3 separate regions of the Gossypium hirsutum genome follow, and all the other regions are linked to region 2. A link is a contact called in public Hi-C data. All regions are on one chromosome and are shown on one strand. Each heading gives the region's core, a stretch centred on a gene start, on an enhancer-like site or on the middle of the called end of the contact. The rest is flanking DNA. Distances are from core to core; before and after follow the strand shown.

The links. Hi-C and Micro-C count contacts between places; a contact is called where the count stands out from the background.
Region 1: a contact with region 2 is called in a Hi-C map of leaf, with 1.5 times the contacts expected there. The contact joins the promoter of LOC121206609 here to the promoter of LOC107888562 in region 2. A contact is called at or near these places in 6 of 34 Hi-C or Micro-C datasets (hypocotyl, leaf and petal).
Region 3: a Hi-C map of leaf shows a contact between it and region 2, with 2.0 times the contacts expected there. The contact joins the promoter of LOC107888558 here to the promoter of LOC107888562 in region 2. A contact is called at or near these places in 4 of 34 Hi-C or Micro-C datasets (hypocotyl, leaf and petal).

The regions. Positions count from the first base shown.
Region 1 is chrA09:2,825,679-2,828,613 of Gossypium_hirsutum_v2.1, forward strand. It overlaps LOC121206609 (cyclic nucleotide-gated ion channel 2), which reads left to right and starts at 1,314. Exons shown (of 7, transcript XM_041077630.1): 1 at 1,314-2,330. The coding sequence starts at 1,704.
Region 2 is chrA09:3,002,033-3,005,062 of Gossypium_hirsutum_v2.1, forward strand. LOC107888562 (probable ubiquitin conjugation factor E4) reads right to left here and starts at 1,304. Exons shown (of 16, transcript XM_016812715.2): 1 at 49-1,304. The coding sequence starts at 926.
Region 3 is chrA09:2,755,908-2,759,022 of Gossypium_hirsutum_v2.1, forward strand. LOC107888558 (EID1-like F-box protein 2) reads right to left here and starts at 1,832. Exons shown (of 2, transcript XM_016812712.2): 1 at 1,439-1,832; 2 at 1-961. The coding sequence starts at 912. The coding sequence ends at 166. LOC121206743 reads right to left here. Exons shown (of 1, transcript XM_041077825.1): 1 at 2,863-3,115. The coding sequence ends at 2,863.

The sequences.
Region 1 (2,935 bases), core at 64-2,563, 180 kb before region 2:
CAATTATACAAAAATAATACAAAAAAGTAAGGCAATCTCCAACCACGTACGTTCTATTATCATTCCTCATTTATCTTGCTCGTTCTCAAACAATAGACCCACCATGTGCCATATGGACTATTGTCCTTAGGTTGGGACCATTTTTCTTTTTTTCCACCCATCTAAGACTCTAATGAACTTCATACAACAAGTTATCGTCCATTATTATTAATTTTTATTTTGTTACAAAGTTGGAATTACATTATCATCATACAACAAAAAGTCACTGCATGAGATAACTGTTTAAAGAAAATATGTCTAGTATATATAAATAAGCAAAAGGAAGGGACTGTTCCTTGTGATAAGTAGTGATTTCTGCATTAGAAATTAGATTATATATTGTTTTTTTTACTACTAAAATAAATAGACAAATTAACCCATTTTTACTCGTTTAAATATTAAACTGGTAATTTCAGTTGAAATTTTTATCCATTTCTATTAATAAAAAACTGATATTGCTGATAAAATGATTAAATAGTTACATGGAGCGTGCCAAAGTACTAAGACCAATTTTTTTTTTAATTATTTCTTAAGGTATTTATTGAAGCGAGCCCAATAACTAATCCTTTGCATTCTGTATGCCCATTAAGGGGGTAGATACTGGTCACGAGTCAATAGTACTGAGACCAATTTTTAATAGTAGAAATAGATAAAACTTTTAATAGAATGATCAATTTGCTCTTTAATCTTACGTGGAGGAATTAATTTACCCATTTTTTAAGTAGAGAAGTCTAAATGCAATTTAACTTGATAAAAGTACTATAGAAGTCTTTGTACTAAGAGTTTGATTGTATTTTGCTTTCTTTACTGAAAAAATGGGGTAAATTAGTTTTTCCACGTTAGATTTGAAAGCAAACTGATATTTCTGTTAAAAGTTTTATCCATTTCCAATGTTAAAACTAGTCCCTTGAACATTAAAATGGCATGTGTAATTCTAATTATTTTATCAACAATGCTAATTTTTAATAGTATAAATGAATGAAATTTTACATACCGATTTTGCTCTTTAATCTAACGTATAAGGACTAATTTATCCATTTTTCTAAGTAAACGAGCAAAATACAATTTGACTCTTAATGTAAAGACTTTTATGATAATTTTATCCATTTAACTTCGAGTTACCATAATATTTTTACCGCAGTAACAAGCGAGATTATTGGGTTAAAAATGAGGTTTAAATTGGATATTGACAAGTGGCAAGGGTGTGGTTATGGTTGATCGAAGTCACGTTTATTTTAGAGTCATGGGGCATGGGTGTGGACCCAATGGTTGAGGCGTGAGGGGGTGGAACGAAGCCCACCACGGACTCGCATTCTGATCACACACACCCTTCATGTTCCGTGCCTGGTTTTGGCTTCTTTCTTCATGTGCTACCTGACACCCAAAAGCCCTCTCATTATTAATCCCTCCAAAAACTCCCATCCTTCCCAAACAACCCCTCTTTTTCTATTCCTCCTTCCTTCCTTTTCCTTCCATTCGCCCAATTCCTTTCTCTCCCATGGTTCCACTTTTCTCACCATGCCTTCTCAGTCCAACTTCTCCCTATCAAGGTTTCACTCTTTCCAAGTTTTCATCTCTCTTTGAAATCAAAATCTAAAATGGTTTCGTTATAATTGTGTTGTTCTTGTCACAGGTGGTTTGGACTTTTTCAACTTCCAAACTCAATGCCAGAGAGATCTGATAATGGTAGTGTTAGCGGCGAAACCAATGAAGAAAACCCAATTTCCTACACCGTAGAATGTTACGCTTGTACTCAAGTCGGTGTTCCAGTTTTTCACTCCACCAGCTGTGACCAAGCTCACCCACCGGAATGGGAAGCCTCCGCCGGTTCTTCCCTCGTTCCAATTCAAGCTCGTACGGCCGCCAAACAGAAGAAGACTCAACAGCCTGCCGCGCCTAATACTCGGCGACCTTCTGGTCCGTTCGGTCGGGTGCTTGATCCTAGGACCAAGCGAGTGCAAAACTGGAACCGGGCTTTCTTATTGGCTCGTGCAATGGCTTTAGCCATTGATCCTTTGTTTTTCTATGCTTTATCCATAGGAAGAGGTGGGTCGCCGTGCTTGTACATGGATGGTGGCCTCGCTGCCATCGTAACCGTCCTTCGCACGTGTGTGGACGCCGTGCATTTGTTCCATCTTTGGCTTCAGTTCAGACTGGCGTACGTGTCCAGGGAGTCGCTGGTCGTCGGTTGTGGTAAACTCGTGTGGGACGCACGTGCCATCGCTTCTCATTACGTTCGTTCCCTCAAAGGTTTCTGGTTTGATGTCTTTGTGATTCTGCCGGTTCCTCAGGTTCCTTTTTCTTACCCCTTATTTAATTTATAATTAATTTTCATTTTGTTATAATGTAAAAATTAATATTACATATCAATTAACTTTAAAATATATAATTTTTTTTAATTTTCTGAAAATTAATTAATAAAAAAGATGCCTAATTCGATTTTTGTTCCTTTTTTTTTTTCAAATCAGAGCAGTGCACGATAACCAAAATTTATTTCCTATAAAACCCACGTCTGACCTCACGGCTTCTTTTGGATTTTTCAACAATTTCATCCAAAAATATAATTATAATTTGATTTTGTTTTTCATTAAAATTTTGATTAAAATACGACATAAGTTTTTTTTTTTGAAAATTCAGAATTTAATCCTTGTACCTAATTTTTATATTTTAAAATTTAAATTTAACTTTTATTAAATGATATTTTAAAATTAAAAAAAATTCACTAGTATTTATATAATTTTAAAAAATAAGATTATAATGAATTTAAATTTAACACAAAAAATTAAATAATATTATCTAAAAATCATAAAGATTAAATGCTTGAAAATAAAAATATAAAAGTTAAAATTTAAATTTTCAAAAGAATAAGATTTATGATATATTTTAACTTAAAATT
Region 2 (3,030 bases), core at 54-2,553:
TCTCAATTAACACAACAAGCTAACGCAAAAATCAACATCCAAACTCACCCAACATCAGGCTGGCTCTTGAAAATGGTATGATCAGGCAGAGCACTAACATGGAAAAAGGGGCCCAAAATGCTAGTCATTTCGATGACACGTCCATTCAAGTAAACTCCTTTAGGAATCCACCATGGATGATTAACCAAGCTCTTAGCACCAACAGGGAACTTAACCAAATACAACAAAGCCCTCAAAGGTTGCTGAAAATTTCCCAAAGCTGAAACTTTCAAAACACTCCCTCTTAAATCCTCATACAAACCTTTTAAGATAGGATCCAAAGTATCAAAATCTGAATCCTTAAAGAAGTCGTCCAAAAACCCAGGTGGACAATCCACCCCACTTCCTAAATCATTCCCTCCAAACCCATCAAGCATTAGTCCACTTGAAACTTCAGCAAAAACTAAGGGAAGCAAAGGGGAACTGGAAGACAAAGAAGAACCGGCTTTGGGGTTACTATCTTTTAAATTCCCATTAGAAAACAAATCAGGATTTCCCAGATGAATCCTAGCATATGAAACAGCCAACTTCTTAGCCTGTTTAGCAGCAGATTCCATCTCAGAACGCAGCGTCTTGTCTTTCATGTTGGAAATCTTCTTGATTTCTTCATGAGCTCGCTTGTAACAACCAATGAGATAATTAAAAGGGGGTTCTGAATTAGGGAATTCACCAGACAGACGATCAATTAAAACCCTTTCCATTAGATCACGTGAAAGTAAAAGACTTTTGCCTTCACTTAAGATCTCAGCTGCGGTCATCTCTAGGTAAACAACCCTTGAATCAGAAGAAGAAGATGATGGGTTCTCTTTAAGGGTTACAAGGAAGATCTTCCTTAGGATTATATCTTCTATTTCTTCTGGGGTTCTTTGGGGTTTTTGCGTAGCCATAGTTTCGAAGAAAAAAAAGGGGATAAAAACTTGGTTTTTTCCCTTCTTTTTTTTCCTGAGAAACAAACAGGGTTCTCTCTATATTCCGGAGAGAGAAGAATAATTAGGCTTTGAAGAAAACTATGGAGGAAAACAGAGAAATAAAAATTGAGAAATAGGTTTCATGAAGATTGTAGGAAAAAGCTGATTGAGTTGCTCTCGAACTTGGTTCTGTTTTTCTCCAAAGTCTCTTTGTGGCCGTTGATTAGCTTGTTGATTCACTATGATACTGCCACGTTCAACTTTTTTGTTTCTCTGGAATCTCGTAAACTCTCCTCTTTCTTTCGTTTATCGCAAGTATACTTACAAATATTTTCAGATTTTTTTTTACTACCAAAATTAATTTATTTAATAATAAATAATATCTACTTAAATTTTATTTTGCATTGTATTATTTGGAATCAAAGCTAAGGATAATATTTATATTATTAAAATATTAATATTTTGTACTATTAAATATATTATAATTATCAAAATATTAATATAATCTTTTAATAAAATATTAAGAATTGCTTAAATTTTAATATTATTATTAAATTTGAAATTAATTAAATTTGTATTTGAAAACAAACTTGTGTAACGTCTAAAATAGTGTTTGAGACTAAAGTCAACTGTTTTTAGAATTGAGAATGAACAAAGTAGAAAAATAAATGTTCACAGAGTTTAATTTCTCTAAATCTGCTAAGCGTTGTTTAGAAAGATAATCTACTATACCTAGGATTTAAATAATTCTCTTCTAAGTTTTTCTCATACAACTCATTTGATTTTGTACTTAATGCACTCGCGAGAAATGTTCCATGATGAACAATAATAAGTGTTCTCATATCAGTACAATTGCAAGTCTCTTCAATTTATAAAGAAGTGAGACTTGCTAATATACTATATCAATTACAATCAATCTTCCACTAAAACTAGCAAGACAACAAGCATAAAAAATATCTCTAATGTGCTTGGGATGAATCTTGAATCTCCAATATATGCTTCCAAGTTTTAACCCATCCAATCCAATCCCACCAAACTTGGGAAGTTGATTGTGTTTATCCAATCCAAACAAATCCTCGGGATATGTTGTTATAACAAATTCAAAGTATCAGAAAGATTCAAAGCCAAATAATTTTTATTGTCAAAATTTGTCAACTTAAACATGACAAGTTTCTGAGTTGAGCAATACTACTGATCACTAAGAACTGCTCAAAAACTACCTCAACAATCTCTCCTTTTGACAATTTTTTTTGAACAAAACCATAATAAGAAAACATATTCAACAAGAGATACAAATGTTTGCCTAAGTAACTTTCCCTTAATTAATCAAACTTAAAACGTACATAATCAAACAAATTAATCAATATTAATGTCATTAAAGAGGATGATGGCATTAATAATTAAAATACTAGAAATTTTATATAAGTGAGCATAATCGAAAAAGGATATAAAAATATAACAACCAACCTATTTAAAATTGAGTTCAAAGTTCCCAACTTCAAAAAGATTTGAAAATTGAAAATCATTAAAGAAATAACAGTAGTCTACCCAACTCATCCTACTCCCTTTTTTTTGTTCAGTAAGTTTGCCAAAGTGTTGTTAGAGTTGCTTGGCTAGTAGATCATTCATCAAGGCTTAGCACCATGTACGTTGGCTTGAAGTTGTGGAATGATATGTTCTTGAGAGGCTATTTCAACATCCAAATGTTGTAGCATCCTTTGTTCAATGGTTGACAGTTGCCTAAGAGTATCAATTTCAGTGCCAACTAGTATAAGCACTGCATCTACAGGTTGAGCTTCAATATCAGGAATGACTTCAAGATTATCCTTAGAATGCTTCCCTTCAAGCCACTTCTAAGAAAACTTTAATTTGGTAGGTTTTCTCTCATATTTTCAGTTGAAGAGCAAATTTACGTTTCGGTTTGTAAAGTACTTTAAAAATAAGAGGAGGGAAAGAAAGATATAGCCTAAGGTAGGCTCGGTTTGCATGTTTGATGACCTCTTAAAAGATAAGTTCCTCAAATCAAATTGATTACAATAACAAATCTTTCTCAAGAGAATGATCATCTTCTTGATGACTATTC
Region 3 (3,115 bases), core at 582-3,081, 250 kb before region 2:
ATAACTCATTCTAGTAGATACCAGAGTGTAGAGACCAAGCTATGATGCTCGATTTCAGGTCCGGAAAACATGAAGATCTTGTCTCTAATCCACCACGAGATCTATCTGCAAATGACAATATAAACAATCTCCCTGTGAGAGATTACGGGATTTGCATTCAACATATCACTCTGATTCAGATGCCTCTTCGGAATCAGACAAAGGTAAAAGGGTGCAAATGCCAAGCATATGTCCATTAAGACAGACATAATACTCAACAGAATCCTCGTAAGCACCTAACTTACAGCTTGCAGTCAGCGGTACCATATTAGCTTGTAACATGTTCCACAACTTTGCCTTACAATAGGGGCACACCGCTGTTGGATGAAGCTGGGCACCCCTGTCGATCAACATCCTCCGAACCTTTGAAACCATGAATGACTTGAACACACCTCGGAAAAATCCCACATCCCCATCATCCCCTTGGTCGAGATGTTCACAAGGGTCGGACACATATAAAACATCCGTTCTGCATTGTGGTAAAAGGAAACTCTTCCCCGATGTCCTTGAGAACCTAGTCCTATAAACAAAATGACCTGGGATTTGAATACTATTGAACAATCGACCACCACTACATCCCGAGCAATAAATAAGCAACTTTCCGAGTGCTCTCCAGTTCCCATCAACACTGTGACTTCCACAAGATTGCAGATCAAGCATCATTTTTCGGGCCCTTGTTTTGCAAAACTCCTTCCATAATACTCTCTTAGCAAGATCATCGAACCATTTGCATACACACGAAAGAGCGGCGATCAACTTGGGATTCCAATTCAATTGTTGAAACACTAGAAAAATCACATCTTCACTTAGATGCCCTTTCGTGCATTGACAACTAGACGAGTGTACGCAATGATACTGCTTCGTTATAATCATTGTATCGTCCCCCACTTGATACGTGCAAAAGAAACAATGATCATATGTCCTGTTTTGTACAAACCAACAAGACATCATTGTTAACCGCAACATTTTAGTACCTCAGAACATCCATTTCGAGAACAAGAAAGCTCGGAATAAGCTATAATAACCATCATTATTACACTAAAATTTCCATTTCAACTTCAAAAATCTTCATATTCCATAAACAAACTTTATCAATAACTACCTTTACAAATGTTTGCATATCTTAATGAAAGAACTTAACTTAGATTCTTAAGATTTAATACAACAATGCATGCCATTTAACTTACTAAAGTAAGATCTAAAAGGAAGACACTTCAATATGAAAGCCAATGTACTAATTGAGCTCAAATCACTAAAACCAAACAAAACCCATCTCAATTCTTCACTAAATTCTCCAAAATCCACAATTTAAATTGAAGGGAAAAAAAAAACACCATTAAAAGCAAAAATGTAAAAAGAAAAAAAAATGCAAGATCAAAGGCAAAGCTCTTTCTCTCACTTTTAAATTGAACGAAGCTTCCTCTTTAGTATAGACTTTGGAACTTTACATATAGACCAAAATCTGCAGGAAAAAATAAAGGAAGAAAATAAATTAGGGTTTTCAGCATATACTAAAAAAAAACCAACACAAAAAATTGAATCAATAAACAAGATTTTTTTGAAAAGAAAAATTAATTGAGAAATTCAAAATGGGTTTCAATCAATGATTGAAAAAAAAGGGTATTTATATAAAATTAAAAGAAAAAAAAGTAGTCTCCCAAAGAAATCAAATGGCAAAGAAAGGGAAATGAAGAGGAAGCAAAAAGAAGGGCTGCTTTTAGTGTTGAATCTAGGAGAAAGAACCGAAGGGGAAAATACTTGAAGATATTTTTAGAAAATTTAATCATAGAATTAACATATTCCTTCATGCATCAACGACCAATTAAATCAGTCCACGTACAATCTATTGAAATGTAAAATATTTTTAGCTGGAGTGCTTTTTATTACGTGGCATTGAATCATTGGAAGTGCTTTAAGGGATGGAAAATTGTAGTGTTCCGAGATTTTAGTTTTTTTACAGTTAGTTGTCGGGACCTAAAGCGGTAAAATGACAAAGTAATATACTGTATAAAAAGATTCTAAAGCCCTCTCGGCGAAACGAATTTTTTGGGATTTTAGTTGATCTTTTTAGCTTCGGTGGCACCTTCTCATTGGCTGTTCCATTTCTCCATTTTCTCAACCTCAAGAACTTGTTTGTTTTTCTTATTTTTATTGATTTTTTCTTAATTTATTTTTTAAAACATAAACTTATTTGATTAAAATATGCCATCAGTCCTTATACTATTCATAATTTTTGAATTTAATCCATGTAGTATTACTTTAAAATTTTAGACTATTTATTTTTCAGATTTCAAAATTTGAGATCTATTAAAACTGTTAAAATCATTTTATTAAATTTAGATTTACCGTAACGTCATTTTTTTTAAATATGCCAAAAAAATTATTAGATTCAAGGACATTGTTAGAGAGAAACAAAAAGGGGCTTTGGCTAGACGGGAACATTTTATTTTAGTCCTTTCCATAAGTTAAAACATTAAAAAAAAATTGTTAAACTTTTATTAAATGGAATAATTGCATTTTTAGACTGTGAAAGTTAATTATTAAATCTAAACTTTTTAAACATAAATTTTTAGTATTATTCCCTCCAAAATTTTATAATTTTATCTCGACTCTTTTATACAAAAATTTTGACTTCTAGTATTATTTTATTTACTTATGATACACAACATAGCATAAATTCCAAAACAAAAGCAAACCCTTCATATAACTCTATGATACAAGATGAACCATTTCCAAAGATGGTAAAAATCAGACCAAAGCTCCATAACCAATTTATTCTCTTAATATCATACTATAAATCGATTGTTTAAGTTCATCCTTAGCTCACCAACTGGCAACATTCGATAACGGTTTCGAGTCTTGAAGAGAAATTGCGGTTTCGAATGCACCAACTATGTCCATAACTTTATTTTTCCGGGTTTCGACAAGTTTATTCGCGGTTTCTTTGATCACATTATTGAATAAACTCTTTCCATCTATCTTCCCCTGCACATCTTTGTGTCTTGAAACAATGTCATTTGTGTCACCATCGGTTTCTCTTCCTCGACCGGACTTGAGACGCAACGGACCATTATTG